Regions from separate parts of the Zea mays genome. Here region 1 is linked to region 2. A link is a contact called in public Hi-C data. All regions are on one chromosome and are shown on one strand. Each heading gives the region's core, a stretch centred on a gene start, on an enhancer-like site or on the middle of the called end of the contact. The rest is flanking DNA. Distances are from core to core; before and after follow the strand shown.

What was found. Hi-C and Micro-C count contacts between places; a contact is called where the count stands out from the background.
Region 1: a contact with region 2 is called in a Hi-C map of bundle sheath, with 8 times the contacts expected there. The contact joins the promoter of LOC100282380 here to the promoter of LOC100193113 in region 2. A contact is called at or near these places in 4 of 25 Hi-C or Micro-C datasets (bundle sheath, ear, leaf and 1 more) and 1 of 3 datasets of contacts at active chromatin or transcription factors (leaf).

The regions. Positions count from the first base shown.
Region 1 is chr3:144,984,376-144,990,764 of Zm-B73-REFERENCE-NAM-5.0, reverse strand. LOC100282380 (phytosulfokines 2) reads right to left here and starts at 2,648. Exons shown (of 3, transcript NM_001155291.2): 1 at 2,343-2,648; 2 at 2,118-2,218; 3 at 1,513-1,978. The coding sequence starts at 2,481. The coding sequence ends at 1,841.
Region 2 is chr3:144,782,260-144,789,240 of Zm-B73-REFERENCE-NAM-5.0, reverse strand. It overlaps LOC100193113, which reads left to right and starts at 5,304. Exons shown (of 1, transcript NM_001138275.1): 1 at 5,304-6,386. The coding sequence starts at 5,465. The coding sequence ends at 6,103.

The DNA.
Region 1 (6,389 bases), core at 1,399-3,898, 200 kb before region 2:
GTGAGATATATGGCCTCTATGAAGTATGTCATGATTCTGTGAACTTTGTGATGTATATTTGATATATGTTTTGTTTGTTTGGATGGAATAATAAAAATAAATAAAAAGAAGGTTTCTGGTCACTTTGCCGAGTGTTACTCTCGACAAAGAGAGTCTTTGCCGAGTGCAATGACCATAGCACTCGACAAACAAGGCATATCTAGGAACCATTAATGCTTCTTTGTTGAGCGTCATAGTCCTGACACTCGGCAAAAAGTCGCTTTGCCGAGTGCCGACCAACGCCCTCGGCAAAGGGACTGGCAAAGGAGCCCACTGGCGCTCCCTTTGTCGAGCGCCAGGCAGGTAGGCACTCGACAAAGGAGCTCCCTTTGTTAAGTGTCCTTGAGTACGCCGTCACGACGACTTTTCTTTGCCGAGCACTAGGTGGCACTCGGTAAAAACTTTGTCGAGTGCCCGAGAAAAAGTACTCGACAAAGAATTTGTTGTCGATATACAGTTCACCGAGTTCTCTTTGTCGAGAGTCACACTTGGGAAAGAGTTTGCCGAGTGTTTTCTGGACGCCTGGAACACTCGGCAAAGCAGTTTGTTCCAGTAGTGTCTGGAGGACTGGGCCGATCCAAAGAGAAGTTCTAGAACCGGACTGTTTTAGCTAACCTAAAACTTTAATTTTTTATATGCTTAACATTAGGTATAAGAGGTTTTAAAAATTGTGTATGGGTGGGGGGAGGGGGGGCATGGCACACCATCTGTTCAACTAAAGAAGTATGCATACATGATGCAATACAGATGCCACTAGCCGCTAGTGCCAGTGTGTGAAACTGTGAAACCATTGCCATGGCCCATGGCTCATGTGTGGGGACTGGAGACCGATCTAAGGTGGATATGGGAGAGTATCTTTGCACGCACGCACGCACGCATGTGTCTCCCTTTGCCGGAGCAGCAGCCGAGAGCCAGCCTGAGGCATAAGAACATGATGAGCTGTAGCCGCACGGTGCCATCCATGGCGTTTGACTTTCTATGAGCCGCCACCAGCCGGCCAGCGCGCTCCTCCGACCATCATGTGGAATCTCGGGGATCGGATCGGAGCAGAGCAGGTGGGAAGCCCATGATTTACTACTGTAGCTGTAGCTAGCTACCTGTTCATGGATCGGCCAAACACATTTGTTTTCCTGGACCAGATAAAAAAAAAGATACGTGTGTTGTTGCCTTGATGAGGAGATTAGGTTAGGGGACAGGAGGCAGAGAGGGAGGAAGCGTTTACAGGACGGGAAAGAAGTCGTCAGAGGATCAGACAGTGGTCCGGCCGGTCACAAACCCCAAATCTGACAGCGAGACAGACACTACTAGATTCGTTCAGCTGTACAACACCAATTGCAACTACTGTGTTTTAGTTAAACCAAGCTGCAGTGTTAGAGCAAGGCAAACCTGCATGCATTAGGTATACGAAGCACTCTCTTATGGCATTAGACAGAGAGAGAGAGAGAGAGAGAGAGAGGATATCAAGCCAAAAACTTGGAAGAAACATACATGTACCAGACATACTAGATAAAATGTACAGACGAGGTGACTGACAAACGCATACACGACTAGAGTCATGGATGATGATGGATCTCGGACGATACGTACTAAGCAGTGACAGAAATTACAAGCTAGCATGCACAAGGTACTACTTACTAACTAGTAGTAGATGAGAGAGATTCCCGTTTGTCAACTTAATCTGCAGCATGTGTTTTGTCCCACTAGTCCCAACCAAGCAGTCCCAGGCTCCCAGCTCCCAACGCCAACCAAGATGACGAGGGCTCGTACGTCTTGGCCGGAGCGAGCTGCAGCTACCTCCTCCTCATGGCTTGCCCTTGTGCTGTGTGTAGATGTAGTCGAGGTGCGCGTTCTGGAGCAGCCGTCTCTGCATGCAACCGTCGTCCTCGTCGTCGTCCGCCTCGCACGCCACTGCACCCTCCTCCACCTCCGCCGCCATCATCTGCAGAATAGCAGATATATAGCATGCATGGAATGGAAGAAATGAGCTTTGATTTGTATACATAGTCCACGGGGCAAAGGCACAGGGCTCAGGCTAGATGCTATGTGCGAATTCAGTAGTTTTTCCCCCCTTCTCACACCTCATCTCCGGAGATGGACAGCTCGTCGCCGTTGCCCACGCCACCTTCCTGCAGCGCCAGGCCGCCGTATGCAGCGGCAGCGGCAGCCGTGACGCCAGTTTCTGCAGACGACATGGCCAGTTCAGAGACGTTAGGACGAGCAGCTAAGGTGTACGCAACGCTGGTACGAAGGACGATCGATCAGCAAAGAGGTTAGAGCCGAGTAGTGAAGACGTATATATGTACCTCGGTGAACCAACTGAGCTGGGACAGGAGAAGGCGGCAGGAGGCGAGCCGCTGCTGAGTAGTGGAAGAAACAGACGAGGAGGAGGAGCAGGGCAGCAGCCGCGAGCGGCAAGGGCATGCTGCAGCTGCGCCGCCTCATCTCTGCCGCCGTGCCGGGCCGGTTGATGAACTGCTGAAAACTAGTGCTGCTGCTGCGCTAGCTGTCGAAGGACGAGAGAGAGAGAGAGGGGGGCTGTGTACGAGTTGGATGGAGTTCGTAGTGAGCGAGCGAGTGCTGGATGGCTGATGATGGATGCCTCAGTTGGTGGACTGCTGATGGTGCCGGCTGCCGTATTTATAATGCGAAAGCTGCCACCACCTAGCCTGCGAGTCGTCACGCGCGCGCGTAGATATTTGGAGTTTGAATACTTTTTTTTCTGAATAGAACGTATCGTTCGGCCAAATTCGTCGACCACTCCAGCAGACTTCCTCGCTGTATCCGTATTTAATTTAGCACGACTAACAACACTATACAATGAGACCGTACATCCGTCTCCTTTTCGAGCAGACTTCACATCCTACTCTATATCTCTATTTTTTTTTCATGAAGGAGTGAGACATCAAATGGATGGGGGAGTCTAAACGTGCAACACACATTTTACACGGCCTTATACGAATTCTATTGGAGTTGGTCTTGATAAAATGGGGATATACGGCCACATACGGAGGCTATTGGAGTTGGTCTTGATAAAACATGGAAAAGACCTCTGCCTGAGTTGGGGTTGGATGTCTCTGATCCTAAATTCTTTTTGATCTTTCTAAGTCAGTGTTTCGATTGAGCTTCTTATTAATATAATAATATGGTGCAGTCTTTCTCTTACCGACCGAGTTATTTCAGTTTAATGAAACATGAATATCCTAACATGCAATAGAAATATCCCAGCTTTATAAACATGTTCCGGTTCTTTCTTCAATATAAAAAACATTCAACCACAATTGTCCCAAGATGACTATCACTACCGGAATTCGGCTTTTTGTCGAGTGCTCGGCGCTTTGTCGAGTGCTTTCTATCGGACACTCAGCAAAGTCCTGTTCTCGGTAACGACCGCGTTTACCGAGAGCAGGACTCTCGGCACAGAAATACATTCGGCAAAGAAATCTTTGCCGGGTGCAGAACACTCGGCGAATGACGGCGCTCGGCAAAGGGTCATCAGCAGCCGTCCATAGCTGACGGTCGTTATCTTTGCCGAGCGCCAAGCTTTGGTACTCAGCAAATAAGCTTCTTTGCCGAGTGTTTTTCATCTGACACTCGGCACAGTACGCTTTGCCGAGTGTCATTCCTAGACACTCGGCAAAGTACATTTTTTTTTATTTTCTCAACCAAACTTTTTATGGTATGTTTCTACACTATGTAGACCTACATGTACCGTCAGTTCAAATGTGAATTTTCCGAAGAAATTCAATTAAACGAACTAAATTTAATAGTTATAGAAAACACTTTTATAATTGTGCCAAAATGGTACATGTAGATCTACATAGTGTAGGCACAAACCACAAAAAGTTTGGCTGGAAAAAGAAAAAAAGAAAAATATACTTTGCGGAGTGTCCAAAGTTGACACTCGGCAAAGCGCACTGTGCCGAGTGTCCGCCCAGGTAATACTCGGTAAAGTTTGTTTTGCCGAGTGTCTTATGGAGACACTCGGCAAAGTGTTTTTTAAAATTATAAAAAAGCACTTTGTCGAATGCTTGTCAGCAGGCACTCGATAAAGATGTCTTTGCCGAGTGCCAGATCGTCGACACTCGGCAAAGACTGTTTTTAAATTAAAAAAATCTTTGCCGAGTGCCAAATCGCGGGCACTCGGCAAAGATGTTATAATGTAAATCCGACCGACCTTTCTCTTCCTCATTTCTCTCTTCCACACACTCGTCGTCCACCGCCGCGCGCCGTCGCAGCCACCCGGCCCACCGTCCTCTGCCAATGACGACCCACGCCGCCACCACCGTGCGCTCCCTGGCCCCGGCAGCGCCAATCCCGCGCCCGCGCACTCTACGTATCTCGATACCACCAACCCTACCGTCCACGATCCCCTACTTGACGATCTCCACGGTAAATATCAATTTTTGTGAGAATTTGTACAAATGTATTATGTTGTTTGTTATGAGTATTAGTCTATGAGTATAAACGTTTGCATATGCATTTTGTTTTTTTTAGATTTGGTTTGATCTATATGTGTACTATGCATTACATATATATGCCTGTATATGTGTATAATATTTATGATACTAAATCGACTACTTGTATATATGATGCATAATGCATTGCATATGTCATTGTTCAATTCGCATATATGCGTGGATGTCAGCCATCGTGCTGCTACTTTTATTTACAGGTTTTGGACACCTTCCCGTGCAGGGGAGGTGCTGTTGATTTTTTTTGTTGATAGGCTTCTTTTAATTTTTTAGAGGATGGAGGACCGCGAGTGGATGTACACGGGCCATGTAGGAAGGAACGATATCACCCCTTAATAGATTAGAAAGACCGATGATTTCGTGGAACGGGCATATGACGAAGCTGCTAAAGGAGTGAGTCTAGTCCCATGCCCGTGCAGCAAATGTGTCAACCGGAAAAGAAAATCAAAGAAGTCCATGGTAGAACATATTTGGAAGAATGGATTTACGATGGGCTATACTCGGTGGATCTTTAATGGTGAAGCGCATCATACGAGACAGGAGGTGCTGAGACAACGCGTCGAGCATTATGATGCTGATGCGGGGGTAGCAGATATGTTGAACGACTATCACAAGGCACAGTACGCCGGAGGATGTACGGATGACGAGCCAGAGCCGACTGCAAAGGCGTTCTACGACATGTTTGATGCGGCACAGAAGCCCCTTCACGGCCAGACAAAGGTTTCACAACTGGATGTCATTGGGTGTGTAATGGCGTTCAAGTCGCAGTACAGCATGAGTCGAGACGCATTCGATGGCTTGTTGACGGTTATTGGCAACCTGCTTCCGGAGGATCACATTCTACCAAAGAGCATGTATGAGGCACAAAAACTCCTTCGTGCACTCAAGATGACGTATGAGCAGATACATGCTTGTCCGAAGATATCTCGGACTGTGGTTGCAGACTTGGAAAGATTGGCACCCGTGTTAATGTGTAAGCTTAAAAAGATATTTCCACCCAGCTTCTTCAATCCAATGCAGCATTTGATTCTTCATCTCCCCTATGAGGCACGAATGGAGGGCCCGTGCAGGGACGTTGGTGCTATCCAATCGAGAGATGTCTAAAGACTATTTGAAAGAAATGTAGAAATAAATGCAACATCGAGCCTTCCATTGCAGAGGCATACATTCTAGAGGAGGTGTCAAACTTCACAACAACTTACTCTGGTGACAAACTGTCGAGCGTGCATAATCCACCCCCTCGTTACAATGATGGCAGCAATGAATCAAACCTCAGCATATTTCGAGGCCAACTCAGAAGCGCAAGTGGTTCAACCACCAAGACCCTGACACATGAAGAGTGGCGACATATCATGCTATATGTATTGACCAACCTTAAAGAGGTGACGCCATACATGGAACAATTTTTTCATGATTTCTGGCGTCGATCAAGGGACCCAACTCCACTGGAATATGATACTCTTCTTACAAAGGGTGCGAGAAATGGATTGCCCGATTTCATTTCCTGGTTCAAACGTAAGGTACGTGCTTAGTTTGTCAAAGAGATCTGTCTATGAACTCAATTTAGCGTCTTTTAACTTGCGAATACTTGCAGGGCCAAAGAGATCCGTCTATGAGTGCCGAGTTGAGACAAGTAGCCAACGACTTTGCTTATAGGGTCAAGAAATATTCTGGGTATGACGTCAATGGGTACCGTTTTCGCAGAACAAACTACGACCAAAGTTGGCCCAATCGAAAAACATGTTCTGGAGTCTTTACGTCCGGCCTTAGCGATGTCGATTGTTTTGGACGAATCGAAGAAATATATGAACTCAATTTTCATGGTTCCAAACCTCTTACTCTAGTGATATTCAAATGTCAATGGTTTGACCCTTAAGT
Region 2 (6,981 bases), core at 4,055-6,554:
GCCCTGCTCTCGCTGGACGAGAGCGCCGTCGCCCGGGGCACATTCTCGCCCGCCTCTCGCCCACGTCCGGACGGCACCGGCTCTCTCCCGCCCGCGGTGCCGCCCGCACTTGAACCAGCCTAAGGCCTTGTTCGTTTACGTCGGATTGCACCCGAAATCGTTTCAACTAATCAAAGTTTATATAAATTAGAGAAGCAATCTGGCTATGATTTATTCCGACCCACCAATCCGGCACAAACGAACAAGGCCTAACTGAAATTGTCGTTATCTCCCCAGCAGGCATGGATGAGAAGGGGGCACACACATGGATGCCACCACTGGTTCCAGCGGCACGTATCAATCGTTAACTTTTTTTTCTTTATTTCGTTCTTTCTTATATAATCTTTTGATTTCTTCCCAAAAAATAATCTTTTTGCGCAAAGTCGAAGGACATGAAAGAAGGGGGAAAAAAGGCACCTAGAGTGGACATTAAAGAAGTTTCTTTTTGAGTTGTACGACTGTACAGTTCCAATGCGAAGTTGCTCCCAAGTCCCAACACTACTGAAGGACTCACATTCTTTGCCTAGTGCCATAAACATTTAATTAAAAAAAATCTTTTTGCACTCCGAGTATTGCATTGGACAAAGAGAAGTTGGCAAAGAAGAGACATCGACAAAGGACATTTGTCGAGTGCTGTTTGTCAGACACTCGGCAAAGAAAAATCGTCGTGGTTGACAGGAGACACGCGGTCTTGGGTTCCTAGTAATAGAATAGTGATATATGAAACAATGTAAAAAAATTGTTTTTCACTGTACTATGCACGATCTGTTGTTAGTCGTAACTTTAGGCTAGAAGTTAAGATTGTCTTCAGAAACGTCATCTATATACATCTTTTATATCCGTTATTTACAGTCTCCTATAAAAGATTACATCTCATATATCTCCTTCCTCTCCAACAATGTTCTCTATACGTAAATATCTATATTAGAGACATTTTTATTTTATTTTTTTTAAAATTTTTGTACATACGTATTTGTTACACTCTCAAATGTATTGTACATATTTTAGTTTTTGTTAAACCGGTTGTTTAAAATATTTAAAGGGATAGATGATCGTTTAGAGAAACTATATAGAGAGGATACAGCAATGCCCTCTAAATTTAGAGAACCGTTTAGAGAATATTGTTATAGGACATCCCTAAATTTAGGGTATATGAACCTTTAGAGATCATTGTTGGAGCTAGTCTAAAAGTAAGTGGTTTGTGGAGACTAAGGGAAAAAAATTAACTTCCTCATACTTTCCATTTCCCTTGTTCCTTTGAGTTTGTTACAGGTGAAGTGAAGCTCAGGGCCAGCAGTTGTGTTGTCTGGGAGACTGACGAGACACAGGTGCCGGCTGCCGTGCCGAGTGATGATGAACCACCGCTTTGGCATGCACTAGCGGGTCCCAGCGGGGGAGAGTCCCCATGTGTTTACTCTGTTTTCTTGCGTCGTGCTGCGTAGTCGCCCTAGCTAGCCGCAGCATGGGGCGTTCATGGCGACGTGTGTGTGAGCATGAGGCACTGCTGACGGTAATAAGCATAGCACTCACACTCAGAGGTTGGTAGGTAGGCTGTCAATTTGGAGCAGGAAGGAGATATGGTCTTCCGTGGAATTGGGCCACCTGATGGTCTGGATATATGCTGAGGGGTGGACCGCTCAGGGCCCCCAAGGTCTTCCGGTCCTGAGGGTGTGCAGGGTATGCGACCGCTCAGGCCCCCAAGGTCCGTAGGGCCCCCGTTTATCCATCTTATATCTAAATACATATACGTTACAGATAAATCTCTATTCTCATTCTTTTATTGCGTCTCTTTGATTTTCTGGTAATCAACTCTTCGAGGTCGCGCAACAGTTTACTTGATGACAAATACTAAAATTGACGTGGGAAGGACGGAAGGTGTTGTACACATGTGTCTGTTGCGTTGCTTAATTCTAGCCTACCGGAGGGCCGACCCTAATAACCTACATTGCTTAATCCTAGTTTAGTTTGCTGAACTTTGTTTTCAGAAAATTTGTTCTAATGTATTTAGATTTGGTTTTCTGTGCATTTTAAGGTTTAGGCTAGTTTGTCAAATTAAAAGTAAAAATACTCTCTCAAAAGTCAAAACAAATGCAGAGTTATATTACATAATTTGTATAATTTTACGACTCATAAAATAATGTAACAATGTCTCCAGTTATATTATTTTGAATAAAATTATGTAAATCATCAACTTCTTTTATTTTTCAGATATTATTTATAAGTTGAAAAAATAGCAGACTCACTTTCGTATAGGGCCTCCATGTAAATTTTCGCTTGGGGCCCCCAAAATGTTAGAACCGGCCCTGGGTGGCAAGCAAGCAAGCAAGATATCTAACGGTTGGCTGGCCCGTGAGCCGTGACACAGCTAGTGTGCGGTCTATATATAGACACTGTTTGTTTGGTCTTTTATTTAGTTCCTCGCTACCAAAAGCTGCTTGGTAGCTGCTGTGGAGTGTCAAATGTTTTAGCTTTTCAGTCTATTTCTATAAGAATTGTTTTTTGTAAAAACCGTCCAATATTAACATAAGCATAAAATCGGTTGAGTCATTATGATAGTAGTAATCCATCGCTTTTTAGATCCTAAACATTTTGGATCACTTTATCTTTCTCCACACGTAATCTCCATGATACTTAGATTATTTCCACAGTCAGATTCTCTCTACATATTCTCAACCAAACACGCCCATAGTCCTTATTGTATCGATCGATTGATGCTTAGGGACATATAATAGCTCCTGAGTCGTTCTATTAGTCACTCTCACTCGATCGTGCACTCTCTAAAATCTAAACGCAGCCATCTCTCTCCCTCTCTCTCTCTCTCCCTGCTTTTTCAATACTCGGTCGTCCTTGCTTTCCTACGCTGCAAAGGGTGCGCCTGTTAAAAGAAAGTGGTCAAAGAAAGAAACGCTTTGGGAGTAGAGAGGCCGGCCGGGTCCTGATCTCTGCTATCTATACTGCTTTTATTATCATAAGGGCATGTACAACCTAGACACTGCTGCACGGTACTTCAAGTATAAGACACAACTAAAACACAACATAATACAGTGGTCATGTCTAAAACATGTGTCTTATCATATTTATTGTACCAATCAGAGCATTCAATAAATTAAAGTGACCAATCAGCTAGTCTTCTGTCTCGAACATAGAGCTAAGACACTGTGTCTTCGTTAAGATACATGTCTTGAGTTTTTTTACATTCGTCCCCCTAGACACACTATAAGACACAACTTAAGACACCCATTGTACATGCCCTAAGAGCATGTACAACAGTGTTAAATACACGGTGTCTTAAGCACATGCAGGGAGCTACATGAAAAAAAAATCGTAGAGACGTTTCTTGGCGAAGACACGCTGCCGGCGTGCAGCTCGATGCTGAAGAAACGAAGGCGTGGCTGTGTTGTATGATGAAGCTTGTGTCTTGAAGATCCCATGCGGCACCCATTTAATCTCCCCGCAGCAGCAGACGTAGCGCCCTGGTCCTCCACACTAGCCATAGAGTTCATGTGCACACTAGATCAAGCATTGTTAATTAATGAGAGAATATAACACATTTACTAAGACACGGAGTTTAGATACAGCCTATTCTATCACACTGTGTCTTACGCTTAAAGTACCGTGTCACGGTGTCACTGTTGTACATGCCTAAAAGCCGCTCAGCCAGCGACTGTTTCGCACTAAAGCTGTATCGGCCACTGGTAGCCTGGTAGGGGGAGGTGAAACTGAAAGCTGAGGCAAGAGGAGGGGCCGGGCGCCGAATCGGATTCTGTTCCAGTCCAGGCAAAGAAGAGGGAGAGCGAGCTGCACTAGCCGCTGCTACAATACGAGCATGATTCCGCCGCTTTCGCCCACCCATCAGCGAAAGCCGCTTTTTCGGAGTACAGTACGTAGGCTAGCTAGTGGCGTCAAAAAAGATTGATTGTTTTTTAAAGAGAAGAGAAAGCTAGCTGAGTAGGAGTACTGCAAGTGGGTAATCCGATACGGCCGGTGAGCAATCGGCTTCGGATGTGACAGCCTGCCTGCCTGCGTGCGTGCTTGGTGGCCGAGTCGCCCTCGTCTGTTCGCCGAGTCGTCGCCGGTGGACTGGGCGCGCGGTGATGGCGCGGGTGCGCACGCACGCGGACGGACGTACTATTCATGGCCGGGAAGGGAAGAAGCTTCTTGTGTTCCGCCCGCCCACAAGACAGAGAGAGTCTGCCCTGCCCTGGCTGGCTCACATGCAGGTCCCCCGAGCGTGGTTTGCAGGCACTGCTGTGCTGTGCCTGTGATGACTGGTCACCCATACATACATACAACTATAGGTGTATATTTGGGCCGGTCCTGATGTGCCTGTCCGAAGCACGAAAAAAAGCACGGCTCAGTCACGATACGATCCAAAATATTTTTAGTGTCGGGCCGGGTTTGGGCCGAGGTCACGGCCCATGGGCGGGCAAGAGCACGACTCGTTTAAGGCAGGCACGAAATGGCCCATATAGAGGCACGAAAAGGCTCATATATTTATTAAAACCATACTTCATTCCACACTTTCATATACTTGATAAAGAATACAAAGCTAGAGATAATGCTAGTTAGATGTTTTTTGTAGCTTTCAAATTAGAGTATGTGATGTAATTTTACTTTTGTTATGAATATTAGACAATAAACTGAACTTATGAACTTTGTATAGAGCTGATTATACTCTTTTTTCTTCTAACAAAATAATTTGTAAACGAGGTATTCATTGCATAGCTGTGGTAACTTTAATACAAATATTAAGTTTGCTTTTGTTCAAATTTATTTGTCTTATCTTTTATTTGTTTTATTATTTTTGAATTTAAGGCTCTGATGTGAATTTTGGGCCAAAAACTGAATTTCGGGCCAAAAATTGAATTTCTGGCCCTAATATGAATTTCGGGGCAAAAAATGTATTTCAGGCTTTTATAATTTCGGGCCGCCCGAAATGAGCCCGACACGTTTAAGCAATTTCGGGCCGGACCGTGGGCCGAGGGCTAGACCCATGGACCGGCCCGGCACGACCCGAAATTCAAACGGGCCGGGTCGACCCGAAATTCGAACAATACGGATCTTTTCGGGTTTAGACCGGGTGGCCCGAATGTACACCTATACGTACAACTGCTCTCTCTGTGGCCACTGCTGTACATACAATCGCAAATATATTATGACGTGTCTGCAAGTGCATCCTCACTGCTATGGGGCACACACGCTCTCTTTCGCTCTCTGTTAATTGACCAACTTTCTCTGTCATCCTCGTCTTCCCTCGCCACAAAACACCATCTGCTCTGCTCTCTCCCTCTGTCTTCCCTTCCTCCTTCCCAGGAACTCCATTGCACTATTTCCACCCCAAGAACACAGCACAGAGTCGGATCCGAATCCACAGGAGAGGCAGAAGCACAACTCACTCCCCACTCCCTCCACCCATCAGCTAGCCATGGGCAAGGACTGCGGCAAACACGGCGACGACGACCTCCGGCGCTCGTGCAGGCGCCTGCTAGCCACCATCGTGGTCCTCGCGCTGACCGTGGGCGTCGTCGCGCTGATCGTCTACCTGGTGCTCCGCCCCACGCACCCGCGCTTCTACCTGCAGGACGCGTCGCTCCGGCAGCTGGACCTCTCCAACGCCACCACCAGCACCAGCACCCTGCTCTCCACCGCGATCCAGGTGACGCTAGCGTCGCGCAACCCGAACGAGCGCGTCGGGGTCTACTACGACCGCCTCGACGTGTACGCGTCGTACAAGTACCAGCAGCTCACGGTGGCGGCGTCGCTGCCGCCCGCGTACCAGGGCCACGGCGACGTCGGCGTCTGGTCGCCGGTGCTGGCCGGTCCCAACGTGCCCCTCGCGCCCTACCTCGCCGACGCGCTCCGCCAGGACTGCCAGGCGGGGTACCTCGTCCTCCAGGTCAAGGTCGACGGCCGCGTCCGCTGGAAGGTCGGCAGCTGGGTCTCGAACCACTACCACCTCTTCGTCACCTGCCCGGCCTTCCTCGTCACCGCCGGTGGCAACGGCGCGCCCGGGGCCGCCGGGTTCAGGTTCCAGACCACCACCTACTGCCACGTCGAGGTCTAGGTCTAGCCGGCCTCTTGCCTGTCTGTGCTGCTGTGTCGTCCGTACTCCGTATACAAACAGAGGCCGCCGCCTGCGAAGGAAACAGAGAGACAAAGGCCTGCCTTGCGCCATGTATCATGGGATGGCTGCCTGTCTCCCTCGCTCTCTCTAAGCTAGCTGCACTGCCTGCATGCTGCTGGTGTGCATGTTAGTGCTGCAGTGATGCGGATGTAAAGGATGGTAAAAAATTTCTGCTTTTCTTCTTCTTTTCAGTAAGGTTCTCCTTTAACGTACGATCAATTACAGTCGCTGTCTTCGTCGTCCCATTAATTAGCTCGTTGTAGCGTCTTTTTAGATGATCAATTACAGTTGAAGGGGTAGTAGTAATTTCTATGTCCAGCCGTTTCAGTGAGACTACTTTCAACACAGAGAAAACCGATTGTACCTTTGCCTGTCTCTCTTAATTAAGTCTTATAACTGATTTGGTGACCAGGGAATTGAATAGAAATGAAATTTCTCTCCTATGAATCCCCTTCAATTCTCCGTCACCAACAAGTCTTAGAGCTAGTTTAGATACTCAAATTTTCTTCAAGATTGAATAGAAAATTAGTTCATTTCTATACCAATCACCTCCAATCCCGAAAAGTATTTAAGGTTCTCAAATTAGCCCTTAATATTGCGGCCGAACCATGTGAGGACACTGCTAGTTTCATCTGATCATGGGACGCAAGCGCGTGATCTAGAGTTCTGGAGTTTCGTTGGGGGCTGCCGGGCTGGGGCCTGGGACAAGGAGTTTGGTGGCAACTATAGCCACCTCTAACTGAGTTGAAGGCGGGATTTTGTGGGGAAGCCGGAGACCCGAGAGTACACCAACTCATGCATGGGGGGACTCCTCCGCT